Regions from separate parts of the Sus scrofa genome. Here region 1 is linked to region 2. Evidence: chromatin contacts called from public HiChIP or PLAC-seq data. All regions are on one chromosome and are shown on one strand. The core of a region is the stretch at or near the end of the contact, and the rest is flanking DNA. Distances in the headings are between cores, read along the strand shown.

Region 1 (3,763 bases), core at 1,054-3,553, 1.1 Mb after region 2:
AGGCTTTGCCCACAGCACTGGGGTCGACTTGACCAGCTGATTTTAAAACAGTTTTGAAACAGTCGAGGGGCCACCTTATACCACCGAACAAAGAACTGCAGAGGTACAGCTGGTTGGAAATGAGTCCAGGGCCACGAGAGCGTTGATAACAGAGCGCGGAAGGGGAGCGGGAGGCTGATGGACTTTCACAATTTGGCTTCCTTCCACAGATCAAATGTTGATCAAAGGATAAAAGAGGATCAGAAAATGACGCAGAGACTCCAGGCCGGAGGTGCTGAAAAAAGGGGCCGCTTCATTAGACAATATGGTGCGAGGAATGTGAGGAGCAGCTGGCATTTCAGTTCCATTTTTTAAAATCCCCCACTTTATCACGGGTATTAAACTCGCGCCTGCGTCAATAGCTCCACACATGAATTTTCACTAGGTGGTGAGACAGCCCTGGACCATCACGCCAGCGAAACTCGATCGCCTTCCCACCCCCACTTATAAAAAAATCTAATTACAAAGCCACTGGGTGAAGGGAACCTGTAAATGTAATATGCCTGGACCTCTGGAATCCATTGGATGCAGCGCCTTGCGAAATCTGACTTGGAAAAAATTAATACAAATTGATTTGGACAGAAGTGCTGTCGCAGGGATTGAAAACTGGCTCAAAGACGGTAAACAACGGATAATGACAAATGGCAGGGCAATCAAGGAGCAGGAGCCGAGTTTTCTCTAAGAGAGGAGTGTCCAAGGAGCCTCCATGAGTCAGGGTTTGAGTTCATTTGGGGTCACCATGGGTCTTATCTGCAAAGGACTGAAAAACATATGAAGGAAATCATAGCAGACTCACAGTAGGAATGAGGGTAAACATTAATAAAAGGGGAATCAGACTGGGTCAAAGGAATGCTGGAACCATAGAAGGAGAAAATCAGTTAAAACTTATTATAAAGATGAGAAAATGGCCGGAAGACAGTCTTCCAAGACTCAGAGATTCCCGGCACAAGTGCAGATAAATTCAAACTATTTCATTTGACTGATGTTTACCTTCATCTCCCAAGTTTCCATGGCTACACCAATACTGATTTGAACAAAATAATGATAGATTTCAAGATAGTACATATTCTTAAATTTAAAAAACTTTATAAAAATATTTATTTATCCCCAGCCCTCCTGCCTTCAGAATCCAGATCTTTAGGTGTAGGTTAATTTGCATGCCGATTTACTAGCTGAAAAACCAGAAAGAAATAGGAGCTTGGAAGCATTTGTCCTTAGGCAACCAATGTGAAACATCAAGAGCGCAAAATGATAACACAAATTCGGTTTGTATTATTTGCACCCAGAGCTCACTTAGAACAACCAATTACTTTTTAACGTGAAAAATAAAAATTTCCCACGAGTATGAAATGATTCAACTGATCGCATATTGACTGCACTTCTATTATGTGTTGACTCCTTTACTAAAAAGTCGTGTTGTTTTGTGTGGGAGAAAAGAGTTGTTCCAAAGTCAGATTACAAAAAAATGAGTGCACACTTTACCTCAAGAGGTTTTGCTCACAAGTAGATTCTTAGAATGTCAGTGCTGACAAGGACCTAAGGCTCCTTGATTCTGATTCCCTTCCTTTGGGGCAAGAACTGGACCTCACAGAGAAATAAGACTCCGTTTGTTTCCTGTGTTCCCGTGGCCAGCCAGAGGCCCTGTGAGAATATCTGTCTGGATGCCTCTACATAACTGTGCAGCCAGGAGACCTCATGGAATCTTTCACTTTCCACATGCTCCCATCCTGCCTAAGATGCCACATCACCGCCATTCTTCCAGCCTGGCGAGGCCGAGCTTCACAGAAGCACAGAGCACTTTTCCATTTTGGAAACCTGACCAAGCCTGCTGACCAGGCTGGGCCGCTGACAGTAGCACCAGTCCTGACTCTCTCTGTGCCAGAGTGAACAGCACTCTAAGCCAGAGTCTTTCAGAACCTTGGGACCACTTAATCCCTCAAAGCTTTTCATTCCTGCCACCTTTGGCCTCCACCCAAAATGCACGCTCCAACAGTCCTCTGTCCTCTCACATCCTGGTCCCCACCCTACTCTTTGTTCCTCTGCTATGAGTCATCTTGCCATCCTCATTCCATTTTCCTGTCAAACTCCTGGCCTTTGCTCACATGGCTCCCTCCACCTCTCCTGCCTTCTCCCTGCACAGTCCATGTGGTGAATACCCATTCATCTTTCAAGACTCATCTCAGTCATTATCCCCTGCTTTGCAAAGGAGAATCTTCACCTGCTTCCTCCTAGCTGCCTTGCCCCGTAGAATTGACAAGTCTTTCCATTGTTGCTTAATAGAAGAAAAACCAGAGGAACGTAATTCTATGGGGCAAGGCAGCTATCACAGCTCTCTAAATGGTGAAAGAATTTGTTTGCATGTCTGCCTCTACTGGATTACAGTCTCTCTGAGGGCCTAGACTTTGTTTTGTGCCCTCCACTGTATTTTCAGTGCCTGGAACAGTGTCTCCTAGCATATAGTAGGCTCTTGTTAAATATTTTGTTAACTAGATGAGTATCGCTACTGGGCCATTAGCTTCTTGGAGGCAGGAACAATGCCTTCTTTCCTCACCACTGCACAGTTCCTGGCACATATGGCTGGAGAATCATAGTAACTTCTTTCCTCAGTGCCCTATGGAATCCATATGCTACTGTAAATAAATGTCCCTTTTCATTCAAGCATTTCACCCAGGTCCCCCTCAACCTAACCTTAAACGTGGTGCTCCCTTAGGATGACTCCCCTTTTCACCCTCTTGGAAAAAGCCTCCTCATCACACAGCCCCTTTTACTAAGACCCAAGATCTGCCTACTTCTGGATTCCCATTGCAACTCAAATTCTTTCCTCACAGGCAAAAGTATTGAAAGAGTAGTTAATACCCCTGTTACTAATCAGCCTGCAGTCTTCATCGCCACTGAAATGGCTTTTTCATGGGGTCAAATGCATTGGACAATTATTAAGCCTACTTTTGCTACTTCCAATTCTTAGCGCGTATGGTTCTCAACTTCTCTGTAATGTTTGGCACTTTCAATATGAAGCATTTTCCCCCTTCACCTGCTTTTTCCCCCACCTACTTCTCTGGTCCAACTTTTGTAGACTTTTGGAAAACTCTTCTATCTTATTCTTCATCTTGCATTTTCCCTCAGGCCTCTGAACCCTATTCTCTAGTTGAACTATCACCTTTAAGATGATGAATTACAAGTGTATTCTTCTTCAAAGGCACAGCCTCATTTCTCCATTTGTCCCTGGAAAGCCCTCATGGGTAACCTGAAACACTTTTAAAATCAGCCTTTACAAAGCTGAATTTACTATGTATCTTCTAACTCTTCTCTTCTATGGCATCTCTTGCTTAATCAAAAGTACCCCAACAATGATCCCATATCCTAGCTAGAAATATGGAGAGTATTTCTAGACAAGCTCCACTTTTTCCGCCTCAGAATCCTACTTCTTTCATTCCACACCTGAGACCCAATTTCTCTCACTCTACTTCCAATACTACTTTCACATTCATCCCCCCGCCTATCCCTATGACTACTGTGAGATAATAGTCTCTAATCACATTTCTCCTGTTTAACAAAGATAAAATGATTTATGTATGAGTATTTGCAGCATGTCTTCCTCCCCTTCACAAGAAATACTTAAGAACCATCTGCTATGTCCATAGTGATAATGGATCAAAATAATTAAGAATTAGAAATAACTAGAAACAGAATGAAGGGAGAGAAAAGATAATGGAGAGAAAGAACA
Region 2 (4,114 bases), core at 1,307-3,806:
TGCAATAACTTTATAGGAAAATACCATTTGTACGTATGTGTAAAACACATACAACAGCAGCATAGAGTTTGCAAGGATAAACAAGTCTTTCAATAAATGTGTAGATGTTTGATTGAAAAGAAACTTGTTACTCCAGACAAGTAACTTAAGGTGGAGAACATGGATTAGGAAGTGGCGAACTATAAATAAAACAAAATAAAATAAAAATGGTCCTTCATAAAATGATGATAGTATGCCATGAACCAAATAGTGTTATTTCAATTTTTAATACTAAGGTTAACAAGAACTAAGAAAATAATAGCATCTATTCCATCAAGACAAAATCTGCAATCACCTTGAAGAAAAGAATTGTCCCCTCTCTGCCACAGTGACATCCATATGCTCAGATAATTACAGGAAAGTAGGAAACAGGGAGCTCTTTCTTTCAGTTTTACTTTTAGTCAACCTCAGAGGTCCTCGCCCTGACTTTGGAGGCTAGCCAGAAAGGATGAGGTGCAGAGCCTGCAGAACTTGTAAAGTAGAGCGGAATCCCTGGAAAGATAAGAACCCTTCTTAACGAATCTTTCAGCAACCTAAAAAATTGAATATCGTCACAGGATATATGCCACACTCATTACTAAATCCCTAAGTCCTGTTATGCTACCTCTCTGTGATTGTCTTTTTGCTAGAAAGGGAAATAGCTATTTCACAATTCAGCCAGTACGGGAATTCAGTGAGTCAGAATGCTAATTTTGTCATTTGGATTTGTTTCTGTCAGAGTCATTTAATATTTTCTGTTCCTTAGGTAATCTGAATATTTCACTGAGCTTTCCTTAATTTAGCACTAAGCAATAAAAACTACTTCAAAACAAAATAAAACAACAACTTACGGGTCTATCTTGTCTTCTTTTTCATTAGCACAGTCTTATCTTGTATCTCCTTCAGGAGAAACTTGACATTATGTTGTAATTTTGTGGGGCCCCAGCTACGTTTTCCTCAATCCCCTTGGGGAGGGGTTCCACCCCTCCCCACTCCTGTTTCTCAACACATCTATAGCCTTCCCTAACTTCTCCCATTTCATTACCTTAGGGATTTCTCTTTCTTCACCAATCAGGGAGGTAATGACACCTTTTTAGAGCTGGGTGTTCTTGGAAATCTGTTTCCAGTTGCTAGAACCACCCTTTCCTGAGGAGACTAACCAAAGGGAGGGAGGAAGGAAAACTTCCTTGAGTTTGGAGCCTGAGCTATGTTTAGGTCCTCGTCCCCCACCCCCCCCCCCCCCGACCCCACATGGTACAGGTTCAAGTTTCTTCTCTCCTTATATGTGAAAAAGCAGGAACTAAATGTATAAGATGACATTGTCTTTTCTGTGTAGAATCCAGAGGGAAGAGTTTAAAAATACAGATGGGGAAAGGGCCCCTCAAGGAGAGGCTGCTGAATTGATCATGTCCCTATTTCGGCCTGTGAATTTGTGAAAAATTCTGGAAGAAGTGAGACAAAATGTCTAAGTTTTGAACTATGACCTCAGTTCTTCAGTCTTATTTACTTTAAAATGAAAACTACAACTTCCGTTTTGCATAGGGCCAGACAAATATGGTTTGAAGAGAGTCAAATAAATTGTGTTTCTAAACATTCCCCAGTATTTTAATTCCATGAGGTATCATTTGGTTTAATCCCTGTGTAGACATATTTGGATTTCTCAGTTTGACCTGTTCTGTGGGCAGACCAAAACTCCCCCTAAGTACCATCTTTGAGCCCCTTTCTTTAGGATACTGGCTTTTCCTTGTATTAAATATTTAATTTTTTCTGCCTACCTCTAGCATTGATTTCAAGAAGCAGACAGAATGTTCCTTGGTCCTGAAACACAATACCCATCCTTGTAAAATCATCACGTTGACTTATCCTTATCCCCACTACACAGAATTCTTACAATTACTCCTCCTTCTGTTATTTCAATTTCTAAGTCAATTGAAACAAAGTACTTCATCAGACCAATGACACATCCCATGGAAAATGATTATTTGCACACACCAACATTTCTTTATACAAGGTCTATGATCCATCAATATTTATTAAAAGGCAAAATGTCATCCTTAATTTTCATACCCCCCTTTGTATGGCACATATTTTATTTAGTTCTTTGCTACTCTTAGTTACTACAATGTGTTTCCACTTATTACATAGCTTTATGATTAGTTTGGAGAGTAAAATTTAGATTCTATATACTGTTACTGTTTTCTAATACTTAGGGAAGCATTCCATTAACGTTCTAATTTTAAAGCCCCTTGCAATAAAATTTCTGTAAAATTCTACTGACACTTGTTGTCCTTAACAGTTTTCTGTAGGGGACAGCTGTTTACCTTCTGTTTGCAAATAAATAAATGACATCCCAAGGGGAAAAGAGTTTGCTCTTCTATAGACAAGGGGTACGTTTTCTAAAGTAACCCTGGAAATTGAGAAATCTGGAGCTACTGAGTCAAGTGCAAACTTCTCAAAAAGCAGAGATCTTTGGACTCCACCGAAGGTCTCATTTCTTCTCAGCCCCCGCCTTCCTCCCTTCCTGCCCCAACTCGCAGCTCAGGGCGCTGGCAGGAAGTGCTGGTAGAGGGCAGGGCGACAGCTGACACGCCCGGCTGAGTGCTCCCTTCCTTCCACCTTCCAGGCTCCGGCGGGACTGACGGTCCCCTGCCAAGAGAGGTGACAGCCGCAGCACCTCTCTCCGCTTCCCTTAGCCGTCGCTGTCGCCGTCGCCAAGAATCCCCGCGGGCCATGTTTTCCAGCCTGTGGAGATGGGGCGCTAGCGGCTCCTACCAGCGGGTCCCCCAAGGCTCCTGGACGCAGGTAAAGCTCGGGGTGGAGCAGGGTGGGAAAAAGCGGGGCGGTTTTCTGGCTGGTCTGAGGGAAAAAGGAAAGTGGGGAGAGCTAACTGTTGAGATCTGGAAACGTGAATTGATGTCTTAGATCTTTGTTTTCCTAGTAAATCAGACACACACACGCTCAGGAGGATGGTGTGAAACTTAAACCTTCACTATCTCAGTGGAGGTGGCTGCCTAAGCAAAGAGGCATTTTTGAAGGGATTAGGTGACTCCCCTGTTACCAGAAACACACATTTGAGAAAAGAATGAATGGATTTGACTTTGACTGAAGGAGTAGAGGTCAGAATGGAAATTTACCATCAGTAGAGCCCATTAAAACCCCAGGAGAGATTCGGGATAAATAAACTGTGTGTCAACTGACAGAGTACAGGGACACTGAGGCCTCCGGAAAATCCAGAAACTGCAGACCTTATCTGTACCTTGATCTGCCACTCCCCTCTCCTCCCACAACACGTGCTTCCTCCACGATAGAAGTCATGTGCTAAGGAAAGGAACCCTGCAGTTGTGTAGCATATCTGGAGTGATTTCCCTAATAAAAACTCAATTTGTTTTATTTCTCACCACTATGCAAGACAGGATCTTAGAAATAGACCTTAGAAATAGCCCTTAGCACATGTGGGTTCTGTAGTTCTAAAAAGAAAAATTTTTAAAAAGGATTTCACATTCAGGGGACAGAACCTTTCAAATCCTGGCTTTTGTTAATAAGTACAAGCGTCAAATAAATATGACAGCCATTCTTCTGATTACATATAAAAATGACACTATATGAGAAAAAGAATGTATGTGTATGTATGACTGGGTCACTTTGTTGTACAGCAGAAATTGACACAATATTCGAAATCAACTATACATTAATAATTTATTGAAAAAAGAAACTATAAATTTCTATCAAGGTAAAACAAATAATATGTAAAGCACTTTTTTAAATCTATAAAATATAAGTATTGAATAAGTCCCCTTTTCACTTTACTGTAGACTTAATCAGGGAAATTGGTTTAACATCATTAGTCTAACTGCAGAGGTGGCCAAAGGCAATGAATTACAAATTTACAGGGTAAGAAATTGCTAAACCCAAACAATTCCCTCACCCAAAATTTCAGTGGGCTCTTCCAACAAGACTCCAGCAGTGTTTATTTCCTTGACTATTACTCAATCTGGATAGCTTTATGAATGAATAAGTTATTGATACAAGACTGAACACACTTGTTTTAATCACATTTTCTATTTGTTACTTCTGTGATGCAAGTTTTTTTTTTTTT

Evidence for each region. HiChIP or PLAC-seq counts read pairs in DNA pulled down with a chosen protein or histone mark.
Region 1: an H3K27ac HiChIP or PLAC-seq map of alveolar macrophages shows a contact between it and region 2, with 8 times the contacts expected there. The contact joins the enhancer-like site here to the promoter of LOC100152428 in region 2. A contact is called at or near these places in 1 of 5 promoter capture datasets (liver), 3 of 47 Hi-C or Micro-C datasets (embryonic fibroblasts, psoas muscle and skeletal muscle) and 2 of 2 datasets of contacts at active chromatin or transcription factors (alveolar macrophages and skeletal muscle).

The regions. Positions count from the first base shown.
Region 1 is chr13:180,332,683-180,336,445 of Sscrofa11.1, forward strand. All of the region lies in intron 3 of LOC106505836 (a long non-coding RNA gene), which reads left to right. Among named protein-coding and RNA genes, the nearest start is that of USP25, 240 kb to the right of the region's middle. Within about 2 kb of position 2,304, at least 3 of the 83 cell types and tissues checked have an H3K27ac peak or open chromatin away from gene starts, as enhancers often do. A contact at or near this core is called in alveolar macrophages, where this site is marked.
Region 2 is chr13:179,222,804-179,226,917 of Sscrofa11.1, forward strand. It overlaps LOC100152428 (multidrug resistance-associated protein 1), which reads left to right and starts at 2,557. Exons shown (of 28, transcript XM_005670294.3): 1 at 2,557-2,820. The coding sequence starts at 2,749.